Linked DNA regions of Rattus norvegicus: region 2 is linked to region 1. Evidence: chromatin contacts called from public Hi-C data. All regions are on one chromosome and are shown on one strand. Each heading gives the region's core, a stretch centred on a gene start, on an enhancer-like site or on the middle of the called end of the contact. The rest is flanking DNA. Distances are from core to core; before and after follow the strand shown.

Region 1 (5,216 bases), core at 1,045-3,544:
CTCTAATTTTGTTTGTTTATTCCTGGCCTTCAAAGCATGATCATGAGTCACTTTAACCAGCAAATATTTATAATATTTTACAGTATGATTCAGGGCATATTCTGGGACATTTTTGAGAATCTAATGGAGGTATGATATTGACCTTTAATGTTTAAGATGCTTTTGAAAACACAGTCATCCCTATAAGACATCAGATTTCTTATCTTCATTTTTGTCAGTTACTTATTAGACTTTATGGACAGATGGTGGTGGCACGTGCCTTTAATCCCAGTACTCCGGAGGCATAGGCAGGTGGAGCTCTGTGAGTTCAAGGCCAGCCTGTTTTACAGAGTTGCAGGACAGCTAGGACTACACAGAGAAACTCTGTCTCAAAAAAACCAAGAAAGAGAAAGAGACAGGCAAATGTATCTACTATGTGTTTAGAAAGAAGATTAAAGAGAAACATGAAGTTGAGGAGTTTTTCTAAATACCTTTTGTGCTAGTTAATTATCGACAGGTCAGGGTCACTACTCTGGAGGCAGTGGGACTTGGGAGAATTGAGTGGATAAATGAGCTAAAGTTTCGGGCAATAGCCTACTTTATGCGGCACATCAGTTTATGCTCTGAGGGCTAAGAGGAAACACAGAGCAAATCATACACGGGCAAGCGGCATGTGGCAGACATGACACATGTGGCAAACATGTTTTTTTTTTCCACAGAGGCATACAAACAAACAACGAGTCAGTTATAGTGAATAAACTGAAGTGAGCTTACTCCTATTCGGTCCATTTAGAAGTATGAAAGTAGAATCCAAGAACAGTTCTGTGGTATATTTTGTTTGTTTGGTTTTGGTTTTTGAAGATGGTGTTTCTCTATGTATCCCTGGTTGTTCTAGAATTCTCTGTGCAGACCAGACTGGCCTTGAACTCACAGAGATCCGCCCTCTTCTGCCTCCTGAGTGCTAGGATTAAAGAAGGCTGCCACCACCACTGGCTTCAATTCTGTGTTTTTATAGAAACTGAGGTCACAAGATTCTTGGTTTCTTGGGAATTTTCTCAAGAGCATTCAATTTGCCTCACATGACTCCATTCTTGGAGACTGTGATCCCACAGATGGGAATTAGAATCACCTGAATGATGAACCTCTGAGTGTACCTGTGGGATGTTATCTTAATTATGCTGACCAAAGTGGGGTAGCCTGCCCACTGTGGGTGGTACTATTCCCTGGGCAAGGGATCATGAACTGTAGAAGAGTGGAGAAAGTGAGTTGAGGATTCATATCCATTCTTTGTTCTCTTCTTTTGGCTGTGAATGTAAATGACAAACTGCTTCAAGCACCTGTTGCTTTGATTTTTCTGAAGTGTGAGCTAAAGAAAACCTTTCCTTACATTGCTTTGATCAGGGTATTTTATCACAGCAACAGGAAAAGTAGGTAAGATGCATTTTGTAAGTTTACCTATTTGTCGATTAATATCCAGGGAGAATTATGTCTCTGCATCAACAAGAGGGAAAACATTTCTTGATATTTAAGTGTAAGTTAGACGCGCAACACTCTATACATTTCCCTCCCCATATTTGATATATAACACAACATCTAGCAACATTCTTTTTTTGTTGCGTATCCCCATCAACCACGTTAATAGTCCTATTTTCTAGAGCATTTGATGATAAGAAATGTGTTGTATGATTAGAGGGATGTGTAGTTAACATTTATCTAACACATCTATGTAGCCAGATACTGTGCATAATAGCTGATGTAATTAAGTAATTTAGTTTTCAGAAAATGACAGCTGAAGAAAGAAGGGTAGGGAAGTTTCAAAATGAGTCATAAATTTGGTTTTGAAACGAGAAAGGATGGAGGAGCAAGAAAGTCAACTAAACTGAGTTCAAGACTAAAATTCTGACAGGAAAGTATTCATAGTGCACTCCTGAAAAAATTGGCCAAGTTAAACCAGGACAGAGGAGTGGTTCTCATTTGGAGTTAAGAAAGAGTGACTTTTCCCTTGGTGGGTCCGATTGCCAACCAGTACACTGGGACTTTGGGACCTCGGTCAGGTCAAGGCCCCTCTCCGAGGAATTGAGCACGTCTTGCCCCACCCGCACCTGTTATGGCCCCGCCCCCTCAGCGGTGACCCCCGCCCCCTAGGGCGCGGACCAATGGGAGGGCTTCAGGGGCGGGCCGAGGAGGGCGTGAGGCGTGAGGCGTGGGGTGCGAGGCGGGGGCGGGGCGTCGCGTCCGCGGCTGGCGCGGTCGTGGCGGTAGCTGCAGGGGTGGCGACGGCGGCGGCGGCTCCTCGACCCAAGTCCTCAGGCCAGCCGTGGGGGATGGGGACAGCGAGCTCCAGCCCGCTGAGGGGGCGGTGGCCGTGAGTGATAGGCGTCCGGGTCGCGGGATGGAGCCCCACGGTGAGAGAGGGGAGGCGGCGCGGTCTCCCGCCGTGCCTCGGGGCTGGCAGGAGCTTTGGGGTCGGGGGGTCCGGGAGTCGCAGGGCGGAGGCGGCTGCGGGCAGGGCCGGGTGCTCTGGGCTTGAAATTCCCTCCACCAGTGAGAGTCAGGAGGGGACGAAGGGCTCTGAAGAGCGGGAAGGGACGTTGCGGACCCCGGTGCTCGTGCGCGGATCGGTGTGCCCGTGCGGGGATCGGCGTGCCCGTGCGGGGATCGGCGTCGGCGGTCGGGCAGCGGCTCGCCGAACTGACCGTCCTTATCCAAGGTCTCGTCAGCGGGCGTTCAGCAGCCCCGGGCCCTTTCCCAGCCACCTCTGGTGCCTGCCTGAGGCACTAGGACTGCGAGAGCTTCCCCATTGCTTTTCTTCACGTCTGTGTTTCCTGCGGGGACTGGGTTAGGAAGTTTGGTGGCGTTCTCACAAACTCCACTGTGACAGATGCAGGAGGCTGAGGGACCGTGAGGAACTCTTCCGGCCCTGTCCTCACTTTTCCTTCTGGCATTTCTGTCCTGGAGCCCGCTGTTTGTCAGACAACCCCCTACCCCGCTTCCCTCTGATGCCCTGCCCCCTTCCCAGGCGTTTCTGTCACTTTCCTCCTTGCATTCCTTGGGCTCTGGTCACCCTTATTCCAGCTGTGGCCCTAGGGTAAACCGTGCGCCTTGCAGACTAGGAATTGATAAACTGAGAGATTACAGTTACCACCAGGGGAGCCTGCCCCTGAAAGTTTTATTGCTGAGAATGTCCCAGGACTTAGTCTTTGATGGAAACCCGGTGCCCTGGAGGAACTTGTTTCCACAAAACCGAGTCGTGCAAGGCTCCTGGTCTTGGAGCCTTTTTGACAAGAGTTTATCTCTCTTTAAAAACAAAAACAAAACCCACTATCCGTCTGTGGGGATCAAGGATTGGGTTTCACACAGTGTTCTTTTGGGTCTTTAACATGTTCTGACAGTGTGTCTTAAGGGGAAGGGAAATGTTAAGTATTTTTCAAAAGTTCAAAGACCACAGTGGAGCAGGATTTGTTTACCTGCTTCTTTTTTTCATTTGGGAATTCATGTTACCATCTTACTGAATTTGGGCAAAGGGTTACCTCTCTATGAAAAAGATTTCAGATTTAGATATGAAGGAATAGTTAAAAGGAATAAATAAGGCCCAACACGAGATTTAGGTCATTTTCTTTCGTGATTTCTTGAGGCAGTTTGCCAGAAATGCCTACTTAGAAATACTTCAAGTACTGTACAAGTTAAGTGTCCTGACACTTAAGCCTTAATACCCTACAGAGCTTGTAGCTCTGCTCTCACGATTGGAGAAGCTTAAGAGTGAACTCAAGTAAGCAGGCCCAGATAGAAAATGTTTCAATCCCTAAAATAGTAGAAAGTGGAAATTTGGCTGAGAAGAAAACACTGTGTGTGTTTGTGTGTGTGTTTGTGTGTGTGTGTGTGTGTGTGTGTGTGTGTGTATATATATATATATATATATATATATATATATGCTGTTTATTTCCATTTCTCTTGAAATAGAGCATATACCCAAATTACCAGCCTCATATCTCCTCTGTAAAGGCTGCTTTTGCACAGAAAACTTTGTGGAAGGTTTTTTATTTTTGTGACACTGATAAAATATCCAGCATTCCCTGAGAAAATCCAACGACATTCCATCATGCTAGATAGAGCCCGGTAGAACCTTTTCATTTATTGAGTAACAATAGACAATATGGAATATAGCCCAAGGCACCATGTTATGGGCACACTGAAAGAAAGAAGTGTGTTGAATGTCCTGTGGGAAAGTAGAGGGATGGTTATTTTTAGTGGAGAGAATGAAAAGAAGTATTCTGTATGAGTTTGAAGACCCAGAGAATGAGTTTTCAGTAAATACAGAGTGGAAGGACCCTCCTGGGCAGAATTGCAAGTTATCTCCTCCACATACCAGGATGCCACTGATCCAGTTCTGCTTTAGAGCATCCAGAGCTGTTTCCTTTGCTTGAGTATTTTGTTGGTTCGTTTTTAAATTTCCCACTCACCTCCAGTGTGGTCACGAGCCACCTATATTTGTGGATAAAGAAACAAGGCTAGTTAGCCGGTCATTCTGTTATAATAAAGATTTCTGTGGAGGGTTAGGACTTTATTGTTAATGTTTATTACTGCTGTGAGAAGGAAATGAACCACCTCTTTACAAGTCAACATTGGATGATGCGACCTCCTTAGGTAATAATCTTTCTCTTAAGACATGTGTCAGTGTGTGTTCTTGAAAAAGTTTTTAAATACCAGTCACCCTTTTTGAGGGATAATGGATACTTAACATGCTTTCAGAATATTTACTTTATACATATGTTTGGGTGTGCGTCTGTGTATCACATGTGTACAGGAGCCTGTGAAGGTTAAACAAGGTAACATATAGCTTGGAACCGGAGTTACAAATGGTTGTGAACCAAACTCAGGTCCTCTTCAAGTGCAGTAAGTGCTCTAAACTGCTGAACCATCTCTCCAGCCCTTGTAAACATACTAGGGAAAGGGTAAGCAGAGTTCCAGGGACTTTCAGACACAGCATTATATAGGTTTGCTTTAATTCACCTGTCATGCTTTTGCTTACAGTGTAGCTAGCTTTGGACAGTCTCCATTTTAGCCATGGCTAGCCTGAAACATAGTTTGTAGATCAGCTGATCTTGAAGTCACAGAGATATACTTGTTCTACCACATCTGGCTTTTCACAGTATTTTAAAAATCAGATGCAAGACGTGCCATTTATTCTCTGGCCTTAGAGAAAAAAGAATTTGTTAAAAGACATTTTAAATGTAAGA
Region 2 (5,216 bases), core at 1,283-3,782, 300 kb after region 1:
GACTTCCAGGTAGTTTTCCTCAGCTCTTTGAAGAGAGTACTCCTACTTCCACAGAACGCACGGGATTTTTCTTCCTAGCAGCAATTTGTCCTTTCTCTAGTTGGTTTTTTTTTTTATTAACATTTTCTATTTTTTTTAGTGTTAGTGACACAACAAAGAAATAAAAACCTTAAAGCTTTTTCACAGAAATATTAACTTCAAAATAAATATGTTGATGAACTTAAAAGTAAAACTGTTTCCTTGACTTCTTTTGTGTGCTTGTTGATTGATTTATTGAGACAGGGTTTCTCTGTGTACCCTGGCTGTCCTGAAACTCACTGTGTAGACCAGTATGTCCTTGAACCCAGAGATCTACTTGCCTCTGCCTCTTAACCATTGGGAATAAAGGCATGCAGTACCACCACCACCACCACCAATATTTTGGCTTTTTAAAGAAAATACAAAAAAAAAACTTTTAAGTATTTGAAACATAAAAAGATTGGGCAAAATTTTCTGAATTTGTGCTTCAAAAAAAATACTGTAAAGATAATAAAAAGAATTCCCAGAATAGGTAAAAATATTTAGACACCCTGATAAGGTCTTATATTCAGAATATGTAGAGATCTTTAGCCTTTTCTAAAAAAAAAACAAAAGGGGCTGGGGATTTAGCTCAGTGGTAGAGCGCTTGCCTAGGAAGCGCAAGGCCCTGGGTTCGATCTCCAGCTCCGAAAAAAAAGAACCAAAAAAAAACAAAAAACAAAAAAAAAAAAAAAAAAAAAAAAAAACAAAACAAGCCCCTGGGTAGCCAAGGAGACTGTTAAGAGATGTTCAACATTATTATTATCAGGGAAACGCAGGTTAAACTATAGTGAGATGTCACTAATGAAAAATGTAAAGACCGACAACAGCAAGTGTTAATGTATACATGATGCAGACGTATCTCTGATGTTGGTAAGACTGGGACTATCTCTGGAAATTACCCAGGCATTTCTTTTACTGTTTGTTTGAGACACAATCTTGTTATAGCTTAAACTGGCCTGGGTCCTCCTGTGTAAGTACTACAAGTACTGAGGTTGCACATCACGTACTACCATGCCTGGCTTTGGCATGTCTAGTAAAGTCAAGTGTACATTTAGTGTATATTATTCCACCCCTAGACATTATCCTCTCCTAGACAGTTCTTCAGACTAAAGACCTCAGTCTCTCACTGGCTATTTTGGCCAGAAATAGTCCTCACCGTACTCCCGTCGTGCAGTGACCCTCCTCCAGATAGCAGAGAGAACAAGATAGAACTCTGTAAAACTTAAACTGAAAAGTAACAGCCCTCAATTGTCATAGGGTTTTTCGCTAAGCCTAGCCTGTGTCAAGAGCTTGAAGACTTTTGTCTTCAAGTTCCACAAATGAGTAGGAACTCGTATTCTTGTTTTTCACTTTTATGTCACTCCTAAAGATAGGCTGTTTTCTCATGGCATATGTGTGAAAACCAGAGACTACAATTCTCCAGGTAAAAAACAAAAACCAAAAAACCCACCTTACTTAGTAAGCATGACTAGTGTTTCGTATACCTGGCTCCAAGGGGAACGAAGAGGAGCTACTTAATGTAGAAGTAATGCATCCATATGATTTTTAGGAAAATAAATTTTATTTAAAAGTGAAGAAAAATAGGTTTGATGAACCATTTTCTTCTTGCATCCAACACTAATTCTTTTACCCCCTCCTCTATCCCTTTTGTAACCGCTCAACATATTCTAGTTCTCTATCTTTCATCAGCAAAACTAAAACTAAAACACCTCAGCCGGGTGCGGTGGCCCATGCATCCAAATACTTGTGAGGCAGAGGTAGATCTATTTCTGTGAGTTCTGGACCTACATAGTGAGTTCTAGGACAGCCAGGGCTATGTAGAGAGAGATCTTGGCCCAACGAAACAAAAGAAAAAGGGGAAAAAAAAACTTTGATTCTGGCCAGTCTCTACATAGTTAAAAAACAAAACTTTTCTCCCTCTCCACAATTTATTTCACTTTTTTTTAAAAAAGCATACTTATCTCGAGATATTTTAGTTAAATCAGTTTTCTAATGATTCTCTGAGAACCTCGGTGCATTTAACATACACCCTTGTATCCCAATCAAATATCGAAATCTCATTTATTAAATTATTAAAATACTCATTATTAAAATACTGTTTTCTCAAAGGACTAAATAAAATCTCCCTTTGGCTTCCTTTAGTAAAGACTCACGTCAAAGATCTCACAACTACTGCACAGGTTGAGACGGATGGAAAGGAGAATAAATGAGACTTCCCATTTTGTGTTAAACGGCGAGGAAGACCTCTACCGCTGCGGTGCGCACAGCGGAGACGCTCAAAACTAGAAGCGGATCGGGTCTAGTGCACCCGGCTGACCCGCTCTAGCCCTACGGTGGAGATGTCTGTGTAGAACTGCAGCAGAGCCGGAAAAGGAACGATTCTTCTGAGCCGCGGTTTCCGCGGGGAAACCTAATCCAGGCCCTGGTCTGACGTACTTCCGAAGCGTCGGAACAGAGGAAGCTACGCTGACTGCGGGGAATACGGAGTCGCAAACATGGTGGTCACTAGGTCTGGGTCCAGGATCCAAGAAAGTTCCCAACGGAAGGTGAGATGGGTCCCGGGTTCTCCCGGTCTCCTCGCCAGTAGGCAGAGCAGCTCGGGGGTGCGGAGGAGAGGGAGGAGGAACCCAGCCGTGAGCGCGTGGTACTGCATCCGGCCGGTTCAGAACTTGTTTGGGCCCGGGGGTTCTTTTAGGGCCCTTGTGAGTCCGTAGCTCGCCTTGGGCAAATGAGGCCTTTTAAGTTTACTGTTTGAGACAATACCAAGGAAGGGTAATTCCAGTCACCTCGACCGAGCCTAGTTTTGGGGATGGGAAGGAGCATCGTTTTCACGTGGAGAGACTGGCAATGGCCCAGCACTAACTCCTCCGGCATATGAAGGCGTGGTCTCTCTCAGAGCCTCTGATTGTCTTCGGGTGCTATGCTCTTTAGATTGTGTGGTAAGGGATCTAGAGCAGCCCTTTCCTGTATGTAAAAATCCAGACAAACAGGATTACTTTGCACACTCCTAAACACGTGTTCAATTAGTACTTAACTCCCTCGCTCCCTGAGCCTCTGTAAATGATTTAAAAATTTCCCCCTCGTTCTTTTTTTTTTTTTTTTTTGGTTCTTTTTTTTTTTTTTTGGAGCTGGGGACCGAACCCAGGACCTTGCGCTTCCTAGGCAAGCGCTCTACCACTGAGCTAAATCCCCAACCCCTCCCCCTCGTTCTTTAAGTGGAGAAAGTTCTCTTTTTAGTTCTGCTTTCTGAAGCCTAGGATGAGGCAAGTAAAAAAATAGGTATTTTATCGTGAGTTTGGCTTTGATTAGTACCTTCTAAAGTGTTGCTCCCTAGGCCATGCCACCTCTGCTCTTGTCCCTGCCCTATCTAAACTATATCGTATTTGTTATTGGTTTTCAGAGGTCTGTTCCTCGGAGAATTGGAACACATCCAGAAAGCAAAAAAGAATCGGGATCGAAAGGCAGCACTGCTGGATCGCAGTCTGCTGAGGAGCAGAACTCAGCCCTCTCTGGCAGCAGGAACAGCAGAACCGCAGGCCCAGCGGAGATCACTGTACTGATTTCTGATGGAGAGGCCTCTGAAACGGAGTCTCATGCTTCTGGGGTTTCTTCTGTGTTAGAGGTCCAAGAGCCCATTATAAGAGTAACTAGGAAACGTCAGGTTGTAATTGTGCCCACCCCGAAGTCCAGTGTTAGGAAAAGGCAGAAAGTAATCCCTCAACTCCCTCAACATGAATCTGGGGATGAAGGAGCTGTTTCTGAAGCAGAGTCTCATGTTTCAGGGGTTTCTATGGTTGTACCTTCCACAGAAAGAAGAACCAGAAATAAGGCTAAATCTCAAAGAGATTCAAGCCAAGAATCATATTCGGAAACTATATCTGATGCTGAGTGGTCCTGCTCAGGCATTTCATCATTGGAGAGTGCACCGAGGAGAACAGGCAGGAATGTGCAGAAGAAATTAGAGTTCCAAGCTGAGAAAAAAGATACTGAGATTACACCAGGAAATAAAAAGCCAATCGTGGGTCCGTCTGTGGATTCAGAGGACTCAGAAGCTAAACAGCCCTCTCAGTTGTCATCGGCAAGACTGCAGTCTCAGATAAATATGCCGACTATTTCTGATAGTGAAACGTATAATAATGACTTTGACGATTCCATTCACAGAAATTCAGGGGAAAAACTGACAACCCAAAACCAAAATTTGCATATCCAAGAGGAAAAACAAGCCGATGTTGTATCTCTTACAGAAGTCATAAAGAATTGTAAGAATCTGGATGAGGAGGACCCCAAAGTAATAGAGGAAAAAGTAGTTAATGAGGAAGATTCCCAGCTGAGTCTTTCCAAAGCTCAAGACTCCAGCCCTCAGCAGTCAGTGTCTCTGAAGCATTCAAGCATCCCACGTAAAGCCACATCCCAGGCTTCAAGTCCAGAGCAGGAGGCTGTAATGAAATCACTAGAGCACAAGTTTGCAGTTGTGAAAATAGAAAGATGTAATAAAGAGAGAGGGGGCAACGTAGAAAAGAGTGACTTGGCACAGTTCAGTGATTGTGGTAATAGCAATGATGAGCCTGCAAGTGTAGGTGTCAGTGAGGACAAGAGCAGCCAAAGGGATGTCGCTCTTGAATGTGATGCCATGCCATGCAAGTCTGAACTCAGCATGTCTCGGCATACAGATAGTCCTATTCTATTATTTCTTAGCAGTGATGAAAGCCAACAGTCTGACAGCAGTGAGAATGAAAGGGACACTTTGTGTCCTGTTGAAAACAGTGGCCAAAAGGAGGCATCAGCTGAGGACTTGGAAGATCCTGCCTGTGGTAGTGCACTGTTTGTAATCGACAGAACTCCTGGATTGAGTGCTGATAAAAACTTTTACCTGGAAGATAAGACTCCAAGTGAGGCTGCTATTGAGGAAGAAAAGGAAGAAGAAGATGAGGAGGGAGAGGAGGAAAATAGTGAAGACTCATCAGACGGTGATGAGAAGAAGGATGAATCTAGTGATGAGGAAGACTTCCTCAGTAGCACCAAGTCTAAGCTGTAAGTACTACCTTTGAAAGGAAATTGGGAGAGGTTGTGCTGAGGAGCCCGCCTACGGCTGCAGCATAACAAGCGTGCCCTTTACCACAGAGCTAGACCTCAACCCCCAAAGTAATTTTTATTAA

The links. Hi-C and Micro-C count contacts between places; a contact is called where the count stands out from the background.
Region 2: a contact with region 1 is called in a Hi-C map of hepatocytes, with 2.9 times the contacts expected there. The contact joins the promoter of Dnttip2 here to the promoter of Arhgap29 in region 1. A contact is called at or near these places in 2 of 12 Hi-C or Micro-C datasets (the A7r5 cell line and hepatocytes).

What each region holds. Positions count from the first base shown.
Region 1 is chr2:212,753,591-212,758,806 of GRCr8, forward strand. It overlaps Arhgap29 (Rho GTPase activating protein 29), which reads left to right and starts at 2,295. Exons shown (of 24, transcript NM_001009405.1): 1 at 2,295-2,384.
Region 2 is chr2:213,056,443-213,061,658 of GRCr8, forward strand. It overlaps Dnttip2 (deoxynucleotidyltransferase, terminal, interacting protein 2), which reads left to right and starts at 2,533. Exons shown (of 7, transcript NM_001399742.1): 1 at 2,533-2,606; 2 at 3,461-5,091. The coding sequence starts at 2,556.